4 separate regions of the Mus musculus genome follow, and all the other regions are linked to region 1. A link is a contact called in public Hi-C data. All regions are on one chromosome and are shown on one strand. Each heading gives the region's core, a stretch centred on a gene start, on an enhancer-like site or on the middle of the called end of the contact. The rest is flanking DNA. Distances are from core to core; before and after follow the strand shown. Region 1 has its middle 120 kb from the start of Gm52244. Region 2 overlaps App (amyloid beta (A4) precursor protein). Region 3 overlaps App (amyloid beta (A4) precursor protein). Region 4 has its middle 40 kb from the start of Gabpa.

Region 1 (2,903 bases), core at 404-2,903:
AAGTTTTTGATACACAGGTGCTAAGGAACCAGGCACCTCAACCTTGAGTTGTTGTCAGAAAACAATAAAGTGAGAAATGGAAACAGGAATCACTTTGACACAAGCATTCCCTAGGACTGAATGTTATTCTGGGTTTTATGTCTGCAGGTTTTATACAGCAAGGTGGGCTGTTCTCAGAGAGAGAGAAGGATACAGAGATGGCCTGTCCTTAGGGAGAGAGAGAGAGAGAAGGATACAGAGATGGCCTGTCCTTAGAGAGAGAGAGAGAGAGAGAGAGAGAGAGAGAGAAGGGAAGAAGGCAAGGGGGAACCTGCTGGAAGAAACCTTGACACATCCCAATGACTGGCTCAAGAGAAATTGAGTGAGATTGGAATTCTGCCATTGGTTCATTCATGGCTCTTAGCCAGAGGCTGAAGATCTCTCCCGAGGGGTTGATGGAGCCTCCTTTCTGCATTTATCATGACAAGTGATCATGAGGAAGGAGCCTCTGAAGGAACAGTTAAATGAGTTGTTTTCCTGTATTCAAGCACATCTCTACACACACACACATACACACACACACACACACACACACACACACACACAGAGACAGAGAGACAGAGACAGGGAGATAGAGAGATAGACACAGAGACAGAGAGATCTGTTTTTGTTTACTATTTGCACAGGAGTTTGGTTTTAATATATTAATCAATCATGAAAAAAAAACCCTCAGGAAAAGTTTATGAGCAAGAGGGAAATCCGTTGGCCTCCTGTCTTGTACATCTACATTGTATTTAACCAGATGGTTTCATGACATTTGCTGAGTCCAGCATAGTACAAAGTATAGCTTCATCAAACCCTGTAGCATGCTGTCTTGGTGGATCCATATCCAGATGATGGATAATTTCACCAACTGACAACTGTACTGCTTTCTGGTATGGAAGTGAAAAGGAGAAATTTACACTATCATTTATAAGTTAAATGAACTTCCTTGTGTAACCACTAGATGGCACTTTTAACCCACAATCAGCTACCACTAAAACTGATACTTTATTTTTATTCAAACATTCTTACTATTTGAGAAAGGATGGAATATAAGAGAATATTATGTTTCTTTAAAAAATATTAATTGTAAGTAAAATCTACCAAAGTATAGTTGAGTGTGACTTTTTAAAACATGAGCTTCATTTTAAAAAACAACTTAATGGCCAAACTGTGATCCTAGACTATTTAATGCACCAAACAAAAGATTTATGTAAGCCTACATTTTGAAATACACCAACATGTGAAATGCGGCAGCTGCAAATGAAGCAGGAAGTCTAGATTTTTCCTATTGTACTCCACTTGACTGCTAAAAAGCAGAATTCATATGTCTCCTTGGGCCTATGTTTTCACAATTTTTTGGAAACTCAAACTCAGTCTCGTGATGACTTCATTCGCTTAAATAATGTTTTTAAATTGTAGTTTACACAAAGCAGAAAACAACTTCCCAACCAAAGGTTTATAAAAAAAGGTCTATGTTGGACCCGTGCTGATGCTGATGACTTGAAAACAAATGATAATGTACGCTGAGCAATCTCAATGCGATGAGCACCGGCTGACTAGTCTCCCACACATGAGGAGAGATGATTAGGAAGAAGTGTGTGTTTCCACAAAAAGTAACGGCAGCGCTGACAATGTGGGTCAGCGCTCAGTTACAGGAAGATCGTAATAACCTCAAATGTAGTTCCCAGTCCCGGGAACACAGAACACTGGCTCCGGGGACCACAATTTGCAAGATGCAGCCAATCATATTGGCTATCTCCTGACGAAATCTAATCACTATTACTATCAAGAATGTCCCAGGAAGAGCGCATTTCATCTTCAACAGGCTTTGCAAGAAGGGTCAGGGAAAGCGAGGAGTAACCCTTCTCAAAAAGCCTGTTGAAGATGAGACATCTTCCCATCTCCCAAACATAGCACTTACATATCTCTGCTTTCATCTTGCCCTTCAGGAGAACTGGGATTCTCTGGGAATTGGCAGCCTTAGCTACAGCTACGTAGAGCATCAGACCACAAAGTGTCTGCTTCGCAATGAGGTGGAGGCAAAAGGAAAGCAAAGGAAGAAGAGCTCATGAAACCAGCCAGGACTTTCCAAGCTCTGAAGACCAGGGCACGTGCAGGTTCTCTGATGCCACCTAGTGCTCAAAGCTATATCAGATCGTTGTAGCACTGGTTCCCAAGTAACCCCCAGGAACGCTAGCCTCGATCTCATCCAATGGGTCCGGTAAAACAGATAGCCATTTCCTGTGTGACAGATGGAACCATAGGCATCTAACAGAAAAGACAGTTTGTGGGAGAAGAATGTGCCGACAGCGCTTGAGTTTACATGTGTTTTCCACAAGGCCTTTGTAGAACAAACAGCCCACTTTATCACCAGCACCGCCTTCCTTGCTGTATCATAATCGCACGGAAAGGAACATTTCGAAGACTTGGGTCTTTAATACGCTCATCTTTTATAGCTTTAAAATCATATAATGGTGGTGTCATTTTCTCGGAGCTCCCTGATGGAGCCCTGGCAGGTCCTAAAAAGCTTTGCAAAGTCAGTCTCCAGGTTGTTGGCACCATGGGAGAAATGCCCTTCTCAACCCCAGGAGAACAGTGGAAAACAAGAGCACACAAACAAGTCTTTTCCCTTCTCATGTTTGACTTCAGCTCTCTGAATTAGTTTTTCGGGTTGCAGGGAAGAAGCACCATGAACATGGTGGCTTAAAGCTCCAGATGGAGCCCAAAGACACAGTGAAGAATCAAAATGTCTACATAATCCCAATCCCTTGGTGCCTGGCCTCTGCCAGCTCTGGGGGACTGTCACTCCTCTGTCCTCTGGCATGCAGCTACATCATTCCTGTCATGCCTGTGTGCACGATGCCACTCTATCTACATTT
Region 2 (2,973 bases), core at 382-2,881, 580 kb after region 1:
TGATTTTTAATATATTTTAAAGTGGTACTGTGTAATTAACACATTCTTAAATTTTGACTTCTAAAAAGCATTTTGGAATACTTCGGTATAAATATAAGATTGGTTGCAAAGTATTGGTTAAAAATATAGATGTGGTCTCTAGTTTAGAATGATGTTATTTTATGAGGAGAATTTAGGACTGTCCTAAAGCTAGGGACCAAGGATATGGCTCAGTGGATAGAGATGTTTGTGCATAGGATGGGAAAGCTGAGTTCAGGGCCCACATCTTGGAGAGAAATGACCTTTGAGAGTTGTCCTTTGACCTCTACATATACTTGCTTGAATTCTCTCTCTCTCTCTCTCTCTCTCTCTCTCTCTCTCTCTCTCTCTCTCTCTCTCACACACACACACACACACACACACACAGAGAGAGAGAGAGAGAGAGAGAGAGAGAGAGAGAGAGAGAGAGAGAGAGAGAGAGAAATTTAAAATTAGAGCTGAAAAGACGAAAGTTAAATCATCTGCAAGCAAATGCAGAGGCCGCTTGCTGAGGGAATGCTAACTAGAGTTGCCTAATGAATCAAAAAAATGGCAAATGCTTAAAATTCAGGAAAATACAGATAAGACCTATTATTTATTGTTGTAGTTGAATATTCTGTTGAGATGGGACTGGTTATCAAAGATGTCCTTTGTACTCTACGTGGCTTTTCGAATGTCAGCTCTATTTTCTCGGAGAGATGGGCTACTGTGTCTAGGCTTGGAGATAGCCATATAGCTTGAATAGAACCCCAGACGAGCTGATCGTGCAGATGTCATGTGGCATCCACTGAGGTCAAGAGGAAGGAGTGGCTTTGCCTTTATTTTCTTTATTTTCCTTTCTGATGAATGACCTCAAGGGCACACTTCATACAACTTTAAGCTTAGACCAGAGAACTCCTATAGTCTGCTAAAGTGGATGCTGTTGGAAGGGCTGCCTCACTCACACTTCTTCCAGAAGATTCTGCTACGTATTGTCAGTTTGCCTCAGTGTTTTTCCTACACCACATTCCTGGGGTAAAACAACTCAGATCTGAATGATAACTTTGCTTGAATGCATGTTCGTCAACAAGAAAGGCAGAAATCATACCATCTGAAAGGGGGTATCCCCTTTAATTATTTCAAGCCTTAGTCACATAGGTCCTCCTTCTGATTGTTTAATATAAAATGAGAGATGTAAGTTCTCCAAAAACTCTGCTTGTATCTTCTATTTTTGAGAAATGATTTAAGTGCATTTAAAAGCTTAGTCTCTGCTTGCCCAGAATGCTTGCTCTTCAAAATATCTGCTCCCCGGAGAGGTAAACTCAAGTTAGTCTTTTCATGTGACTCTGGATCGTTGACCTGGAAGACTTCGGGGTAATGGAATGGGCTTTGGCACTGATCGCTGTTTTCTGGTTGAGTACCCAGCCTGGAAAGGAAGGCGTGACTGAGCCATGTGCAAAGGGGGAGGGTGGGTGGAGTCTAACGATGTTTGAAGCATGAGTACACCTTCATTTGATGCCTCGATTTACTGAGGGAGAGAACTCTAAACTGCTGCATCCATGGATGGATGGAAGTGCCTCAGCTTGTAAGGATGCTTATTTAAATGATTTTGCATATTCAAATGATTCTACAGCCAATCAAACGCATTCATTCCCTGCCTGGTGAGTGAAAACTGAATGACACTTGTGCTCCCTCTGAAAGGAACAGACGTTTTCATTATCAAATTCAACCAAGCAGAAAATCTGGCGAAGGGAGCAGAAATCTCCATTTATTTACATCTACCATCGACTGTTTGGTGATAGGAGATTAGTAGGTTGAGGAAGAGCCTTGTTCTCATTTAGCTATGTGACCCTAGACTTTTGTCTCCTTGAAAATACTTACTTAGGTTATGAGCATGAAGCCAACCAAAAGTCTCAAATTGTGCATATATATTTAATTCTCTATAGATATTTCTGGTGCTTGTGGGCAGAGAGAAGTCCTAGTCACATATTAACATTCTATGTCTTCCTTATACTTTAAAGCCATTGCTTATCAGCTGTAAAAGCTTAACTGCTGCCTTTATGTTCTGTTAGCAGAGTGTCCCCATCTGACTTCCATTTTATTTGCATCAGCCGGTGTAGTTCATCATAAAAGTCTGCATTAGAGAAGTGGATCAGAACCCTCCAGGGGAATTTGCTGCCAAAGCATAGTTAGAGATCTACCTTTTGAATCCTCCATATAATTCTTTCTTGCCCAAACCTTTCTCCGTACAAGTCCAGGAATTCAATTATTTCAGCTCTCTGAGGAGCAGTAAGCTCCAGAAAATTGATTTGCAATAATGAAACTAAGCCTTGTTTACAAATCTGAGTGGCACTTTCGAAGACTGGACTGGCATGGTGACAGGAGGAGGGTACGAATTTATCTAGGGGCTCACCCCCTTTGAAAAGATCATGTTTGTGGAAACACGGCTGGAAAGGATATAGGTAATTTCTAAAAGACCTTGATGGGTCATGTTTTAATCTGCTTCCTTTTTAATTCTATTATCTCCTGTGTTGCTCATCCCTAGGTGTGCTGCTGAGAGCGAGTGCTTTAAGAGAGTGAGTGCTGATAGCTGACCATAGTGCTCTGATGCCCAGTTAAAAGCTGAGCCAGTTTCAAGGGGTATGGCCTCATTTCTTTGCAGTTGACTTGTTAAGTGCTGTGACATTTTTTTCCCATTCTCTTCTTTCTCCCCATAAGATATTTGACCCAGTGAGAAATGGGCCATTTTTCTTTGCGTACATGGGATTTGAAAAGCTGGTTGGACACCATGACGTCTCTATGTGTCTAGCCGGTGACTAGAAATGCCAAAAGAGAGGTCAGCCTTGGAAGAGTAGAGAAAGTGACTGAATCCTTAGGCCCGAGTGGTATTCCTGAGTGACAGTGGAAAATGAGCAGAGGGCAGAGCTTTGTGCAATCAGGACTGTTAAAAAGTGGGTGGGGGGGCGGCACTGAGAG
Region 3 (2,835 bases), core at 155-2,654, 560 kb after region 1:
GTAGCTTCATTTTCTGTTTTAGTTTGTGGCTTGTGCAGGGATGAGCCACAGACTGGTTCTTTCCACTCCAGACTGCCTGCTTGCGGGTAGCCATGGGGGAGGAGCAGGGGAAAGCCTTTTGGCAGATTTCTTCTTTCTGCCGCTAATGTAGCATTCATCTCTCCTTGCTCATCACCTGCAGTCCATTGGACAAGAAAGGGCTAACATATCAAGGGTTTGCGAGCCATTTTCATGAATTTGGTCCGCATCCTATAACAATGAAAAGCCACTGAAGCCATTCGTTGGCTTAATTTTTGAAGAAGAGGAGAGACTACGTTGGAATTTCAGAGTCAACCCTATCCAGTATATATCACTGTAGAACATTCCAGACACCTGGTCCCAAGCCCATGTGACGGAGTTTCCAGTCCCTATGCTTTTTGTACAGCTTGAGCACTTGAAATGTGGCCAGTTAGATCTGTACTGTTGAGATAAATGTCATGTTTCAGAAATGTAATACCAACAAAGGCATACAACATAGATTTCATTTTGAAGTGACTATATTGTGTGTAGTTATTAAGGATGTCATAAGGATGTTACAGTCAAACTATATGGGGTTAAAGTTGATTTCACCTCTTTGTGGTTTTTTTTTGTTTTGTTTTTTTCATGAAGCTGGAAAAAAACTTGAATGTCCACTGGCCACTTGTTTGTATTTCCACTCAGCAGTGCTCTCGGCTTGTCCAGTGTCACTGTGACAGGGTCGTAATCAATTCATTATCCGGTCATCTGAAGCATAAGAGAGAAATGAGCTGGGGAGTCCCCACAGATTGCCACTCAGAAGGTTCTTGGAAGCCTTTAAATCACATTGTTCAATCTGGGTGTGGTGGCTCTCTCCTGTAATCCTTACACTGGCAAATCTGAGCCTTAGCTATAGAATGAAATGTCTCAAAAGCACAAATGAGGGAGATAGAGAGATGGCAGAGGGAGATAGAGAGATGGCAAAGCAGCTTAGAGCACTTGTCCGTCTCTCAAAACATGCTGGTCTGATTCCCAGTCCCACTTGGTGGCTCAGAACCAAGGATAGATAACTCTAGTTCCTGATGTTTGCATACCCTCTTGTGGATTGCATGGGCAGCAGGCACCCATGTGGGTGCACATACATACACATGCATACATGTGGGAAAAACACAGATGATATAAAAATAAATAAATATAAATTAGTATCTTTAAAAGAAAGAAAATCATCTTACTAGAATGTTTCAAGGTGTGGAGAAGATATAAGAGCCAGTGTCTTCCTCTTTGAGACATTTGCCTCTGGATGGTAAGATCTCCGTGTAGACCCACTAATTAACATAAGAGGAGCACAGCTCCAGACCCAAGGTCTTAGTGCTGTAAATTGACAGGGCAGAGGTGATGATGTCACCACTTGTAATCCCTTTTCATTCTTAACAAAGCCTCAGCCTCAGGGCCAAGTGCTTCTGTCCCTTTAACCCACTTAGTGACACTTCTGGAAAGGAGCCTTGGAATAGACCTTGGGGAAATGCAACATTTAAGGGGAACAAAGAGATGCTATGAAGTGGCCAGAGACAGGACCAGAACTGGCATGTGTCATGTGCTGGGAGACAAGCTAAGTTAATTGCTAAACAGAGAAAAATGATGAGACAAGTATGGTCAAAAATGAGAGCGACTGAAGTGTGATTTTTAGCAAGGTCAGCGTGTGCCTCCATGAAAACTGACCACATGCCAAAAGCAGGTCTTCAGTGCACTTCTTAAGGGGAGAAGAGTGTAAGCTTTTCAGACTGGCCCAGGTTGACTTGGATAGGGGTAGATTCTTAGCACGTTTCAATTGCATGGATGTGAACAGGGATCACCAGCAATTATTTCCATAGGCTAGGAAGCATTGACATTGCTCACAGGGTCTGTGCCCATAAGCCTATAAAATCACCACTCAACTCTAAAACAGTATCCCTCAAATCAAATCATCTTTCTCCGACTAGCTTTGGGTACTGGACAGCCACATCTATCTGCCTTTTACTGGCTGGATACTGCCTTTTATTAGGCAGAAAGGTTGTCTTTTCTTCTTTCTTCCTTTCTTTCTTTCTTTCTTTCTTTCTTTCTTTCTTTCTTTCTTTCTTTCTTTCCTTTCTTCCTTCCTTCCTTCCTTCCTTCTCTTCCTTTTTGTTTGAGAAAATTAATTTTGACAAAGGACATTACCCTTAATAGAGACAAGCCTAATTGCTACAAATATGACATGACCAAGTGGCGAGGATAATTATCACTCTGAGGAAAAAAAAATCTAGATAAAGAGCTTGAGGTGAACAGAGGCAAAGGAAACCATCTTCGCTTTAGTATTTATTTATTTTTTGTTTGTTTGTTTGGTTGGTTGGTTGATTGGTTTTTAATGATGGCAACTTAAGCCAAAGGAGACTGAAGCCAAATCAAGGGAAGCATAGTTGTCCATCATAAATCTCAGGTGTGTGCAGAGGAGGAGGCTAGATATTGCATTGGACACAGCTATGCTGTCCAGTACCTGGGAGGCTAAGGCAAAAGGATTAAAAGTCAGAGGCCATACTTGGCTACACTGTGAGATTCTGTGTCCAAAGAGAGAGTAGGGTGAGCCGAAAGATCTGAAGGTGAAAGGAGACTCCGCTGAATCTGGTGAGTTTTGGAAATGGCAAAGAATGACCTTTTTCCAAGAAACGGTTAACTAGGTAGGTTCTGTTGCCCAGAGACAAAACCAATGGAACAGCCCATGTGTGTGGAAGAGGGTTTCTCCTACATAGAGAAAAACCCTGGGCTGAAGGCAGCTTTCAAAGGGAGGAAGCAGGACTAGGTCCTGTGTTGGAGTGTTGGAGCAGA
Region 4 (2,911 bases), core at 251-2,750, 800 kb after region 1:
GTGTAACTCAGGGATATTGGGAAGTGTAGCCATGTGGAGTTCTGGGAGTGACCCAGCCATTGAGCTGTTAAGGCACATTAAACAGTGTGTGTGTGTGTGTGTGTGTGTGTGTGTGTGTGTGTTTGTGTCTGTGTGTCTGTGTGTGTGTCTGTGTGTGTCTTTCATTCAGGAACCCAAAACATTGGGGCGAGTATCGAGAAACACGCCCCTGCCTAGTCGATTTGAGAGGTTAATTGACAACTGCTAACAGTTAGTGACCAAAAACAAACCATTTTCCTGTCACTACCCCTAAATGGCACCGTTAAACAATCATTTACAGAGTGCTCACAACGTTCTATGTATTAGTCTAGAGGCGACCTAGGGAGTTTGTGCTTGTGTTATATGCAAATTCTTGCCCTATGAGTGTTGCGCACCCTCAAAGTCCGGTGCCTGTGTCTGGAGTCATTCCCCATGGACAGCAGAGGACAGTCGTCTGGAGGGTTGCTACAAGACTATCCAAGATGCAGGTGTCTTTGGCACAAACCCCTCCTCAGGCTTCTCTCTTGGGCCACTGAGCCTCATCAGCAGGGTCCTCCAGCCTCTTGACAGGGACGTACATGCTGAACACAGTGCTCATGCTCTGGCAGAATTCCAAATGAATGCTGTTTCCATGGGGAGCACCGTCGTCAACTCTCGGATTCCAAGGCTGTGTTGTGTGTTGCCTCCATGCCTAGAATTCCCTTCAACTTCACCCAGACCCTTCTTCCTTCAGTGGAGCCATTCAACACCTCGACAGGAACAACAGAATTTTAAACAGATAAAATCCTCTAAGTTTAAGAAGGAGGAGGTGAGGAATAACTGCCCACTAAGCCAAGGTTTAAACGTGAATAATACTGTGTTCATAAGAAAACAAAAAATCACCTTTCGCACAAAGCGTGACACCAAGCACTGGTCTCTTAAACGAGACCCTCCTTGGAAATGATATCCCTGCGGAGACAGGTTTCATAACAGACAACATTTGTGTAGCTTCAACTCCATCGCTTTGTATGTGTGAGCAGCGCAATATGCTCTGCAGGGAGTGTGAAGGAATACATCTGTTTACCTCCTTGCACAGCTGAGTAAGATCTGAAAAATATGTTTTCCCATTTCAAAGGGGAGAAAAAAAAACCCAGGGAGTCCTTGTTGATGAACAGTTTTTAGTTACATAAATTTCTTTACCTTGCCATTTAGACTACATGTGTGACTACCAAAACAGCTGGCGGGGCTCAAGCACACACTGTTTATTTTGGAGCTGTGATGCGGCCAGGCAGACATTTTTAATCCTAGAATTTTCAGCCACTTTGAACTGGGGTAACTGTTCTTAATAAACAACCCTGGGCTTGCTTCGGACTTTCCTGTCGTGTCCTGGTGACATGGAGGGAGAAGGATTGGACCTCAACCCATTGCTGGAAAGGTAGCCTGCGGCTTCCCTCTACAACTGTCTGCCAAGCTCAGATGCCAGCCAATGAGCTCCAACGCAGGGAATCTGCGAGTGACTGCAATATGACACAGGCTGATTTAGTGACTTATGCGCTGCGTCACTGCGAAGGCCAGTGATGCCGACCACCTGCAGAATCACTACAGCTTAGTCTGTACGTTTGTTGTGCCGGCTCATCAGCTCAGGCACAAGCGTTCTCCCCGTCACTGAGTCCAAAGGAAAACAGCCGCCACCACACATTTATCGTCATCTCCAAAATGTGTCCCTGTCCTTTTGCTTTGGCCACGCTTTCCGATTTGCATCCTTCTTCCTCTCGCGTCTCGTGCCAGCCGAGGATGCCTTAGCCACAGTGACCTCAGCTGGAAAACTCTGGAACTGGGACCTCGCCTTATCCCAGAAACCTCACTCTCATGGTTTCATTTTTATTATTTAGACATATAACTCAATAATAGTAGCCAGATAAGCAGCATACAAACTCCAGTTGAATTAGGGGAGAAGGGCTTATCAAAAATTCAATAGAAAGAATAAAAATAATTTTAAAGGTGTATGTGAGTGGCCATGAGATATGATTAAATACTTTGAGACATTTATTGATGAGCATGTGAAATTGATCCCTAGCCTTCTGGTTTTTAAAAGTGGATTTCTTTTTAAGAATCATGACACAAATTAATAGCCAGTTATAGTACTTTCAGATTGTATTATTTAATGCCTCAAAATTACCACTTTTCCTCTGCAGCGGTGGGAGCATGGATCCTGTGTCTGCTTCCTGAGCTTCATTCAAGTATGCGTTTTCAGACATCAGTAGGCTGTGTCCTCAAGGCAGTGAGCCAATAAGTGTGGGAGAACCTTCTATGTACCCCCTCAAATGGTACCTGATAGCTGTGTTCTATGTTCTGCAAACTCTGTTTTTTAAAAAGATTGAATGATTGATTGATTGATTGATTCATTCATTCATTTATATGTATGAGTGCTCTATCTGCATGTACACCTGCATGCCAGAAGAGGTCATCAAATCCCATTACAGGTGTTTGTGAGCCACCATGTGGTTTCTGGCACTTGAACTCGGGACCTATGAAAGAACAGCCAGTGTGCCTAACTGCTTAGCCATCACCCAGCCCCTCTGCAGCCTCTCAGAGCCCGGTGGCCAGTAACCTTTCCCCTAACTGTGTCCTGGAATCTCACTCCCCAGAGCACAAAGCTAGGATACATTTGGGCTTTACCTCATTAGTCCAAACTGTCTCAACCTCCTGCTGAGTGCTGCCTGCTATCAGCCCGTGAAGCTCGTGCCAACATACTAAAATCCTACCTGTGGATCAGCAAGATGGCTCAGTGGGGAGGGATGCTTGCCACCGAGTCCAATGACCTGACTCACATGGTAGATGAAGTTGTCCTTTGACCTCCACAAACAGGCATGTAGCAAGTGTACACACGCGCACAGACATACACACTCACTCA

What was found. A called contact is a pair of places that touch in the nucleus more often than the background predicts.
Region 2: a contact with region 1 is called in a Hi-C map of cortical neurons, with 2.6 times the contacts expected there. The contact joins two enhancer-like sites. A contact is called at or near these places in 3 of 484 Hi-C or Micro-C datasets (cerebellum, cerebral cortex and cortical neurons) and 1 of 115 datasets of contacts at active chromatin or transcription factors (differentiating embryonic stem cells).
Region 3: a Hi-C map of the N1E-115 cell line shows a contact between it and region 1, with 10 times the contacts expected there. The contact joins two enhancer-like sites.
Region 4: a contact with region 1 is called in a Hi-C map of cortical neurons, with 2.3 times the contacts expected there. The contact joins two enhancer-like sites. A contact is called at or near these places in 3 of 15 datasets of contacts at CTCF or cohesin (large pre-B cells, pro-B cells and stem cell-derived epiblast-like cells), 39 of 484 Hi-C or Micro-C datasets (the AtT-20 cell line, the G1E-ER4 cell line, the HL-1 cell line and 17 more), 2 of 115 datasets of contacts at active chromatin or transcription factors (SST interneurons and astrocytes) and 1 of 9 other capture datasets (embryonic stem cells).

What each region holds. Positions count from the first base shown.
Region 1 is chr16:85,676,476-85,679,378 of GRCm38.p6, reverse strand. No RefSeq gene overlaps it. Among named protein-coding and RNA genes, the nearest start is that of Gm52244, 120 kb to the right of the region's middle. Within about 2 kb of position 1,653, at least 8 of the 459 cell types and tissues checked have an H3K27ac peak or open chromatin away from gene starts, as enhancers often do. A contact at or near this core is called in the N1E-115 cell line, SST interneurons and cortical neurons, where this site is marked.
Region 2 is chr16:85,091,444-85,094,416 of GRCm38.p6, reverse strand. All of the region lies in intron 3 of App (amyloid beta (A4) precursor protein), which reads left to right. Among named protein-coding and RNA genes, the nearest start is that of App, 81 kb to the left of the region's middle. Within about 2 kb of position 1,631, at least 31 of the 459 cell types and tissues checked have an H3K27ac peak or open chromatin away from gene starts, as enhancers often do. A contact at or near this core is called in cortical neurons, where this site is marked.
Region 3 is chr16:85,116,345-85,119,179 of GRCm38.p6, reverse strand. The region is part of intron 2 of App (amyloid beta (A4) precursor protein); the gene reads left to right. Among named protein-coding and RNA genes, the nearest start is that of App, 56 kb to the left of the region's middle. Within about 2 kb of position 1,404, at least 35 of the 459 cell types and tissues checked have an H3K27ac peak or open chromatin away from gene starts, as enhancers often do. A contact at or near this core is called in the N1E-115 cell line, where this site is marked.
Region 4 is chr16:84,873,965-84,876,875 of GRCm38.p6, reverse strand. No RefSeq gene overlaps it. Among named protein-coding and RNA genes, the nearest start is that of Gabpa, 40 kb to the right of the region's middle. Within about 2 kb of position 1,500, at least 34 of the 459 cell types and tissues checked have an H3K27ac peak or open chromatin away from gene starts, as enhancers often do. A contact at or near this core is called in the N1E-115 cell line, SST interneurons and cortical neurons, where this site is marked.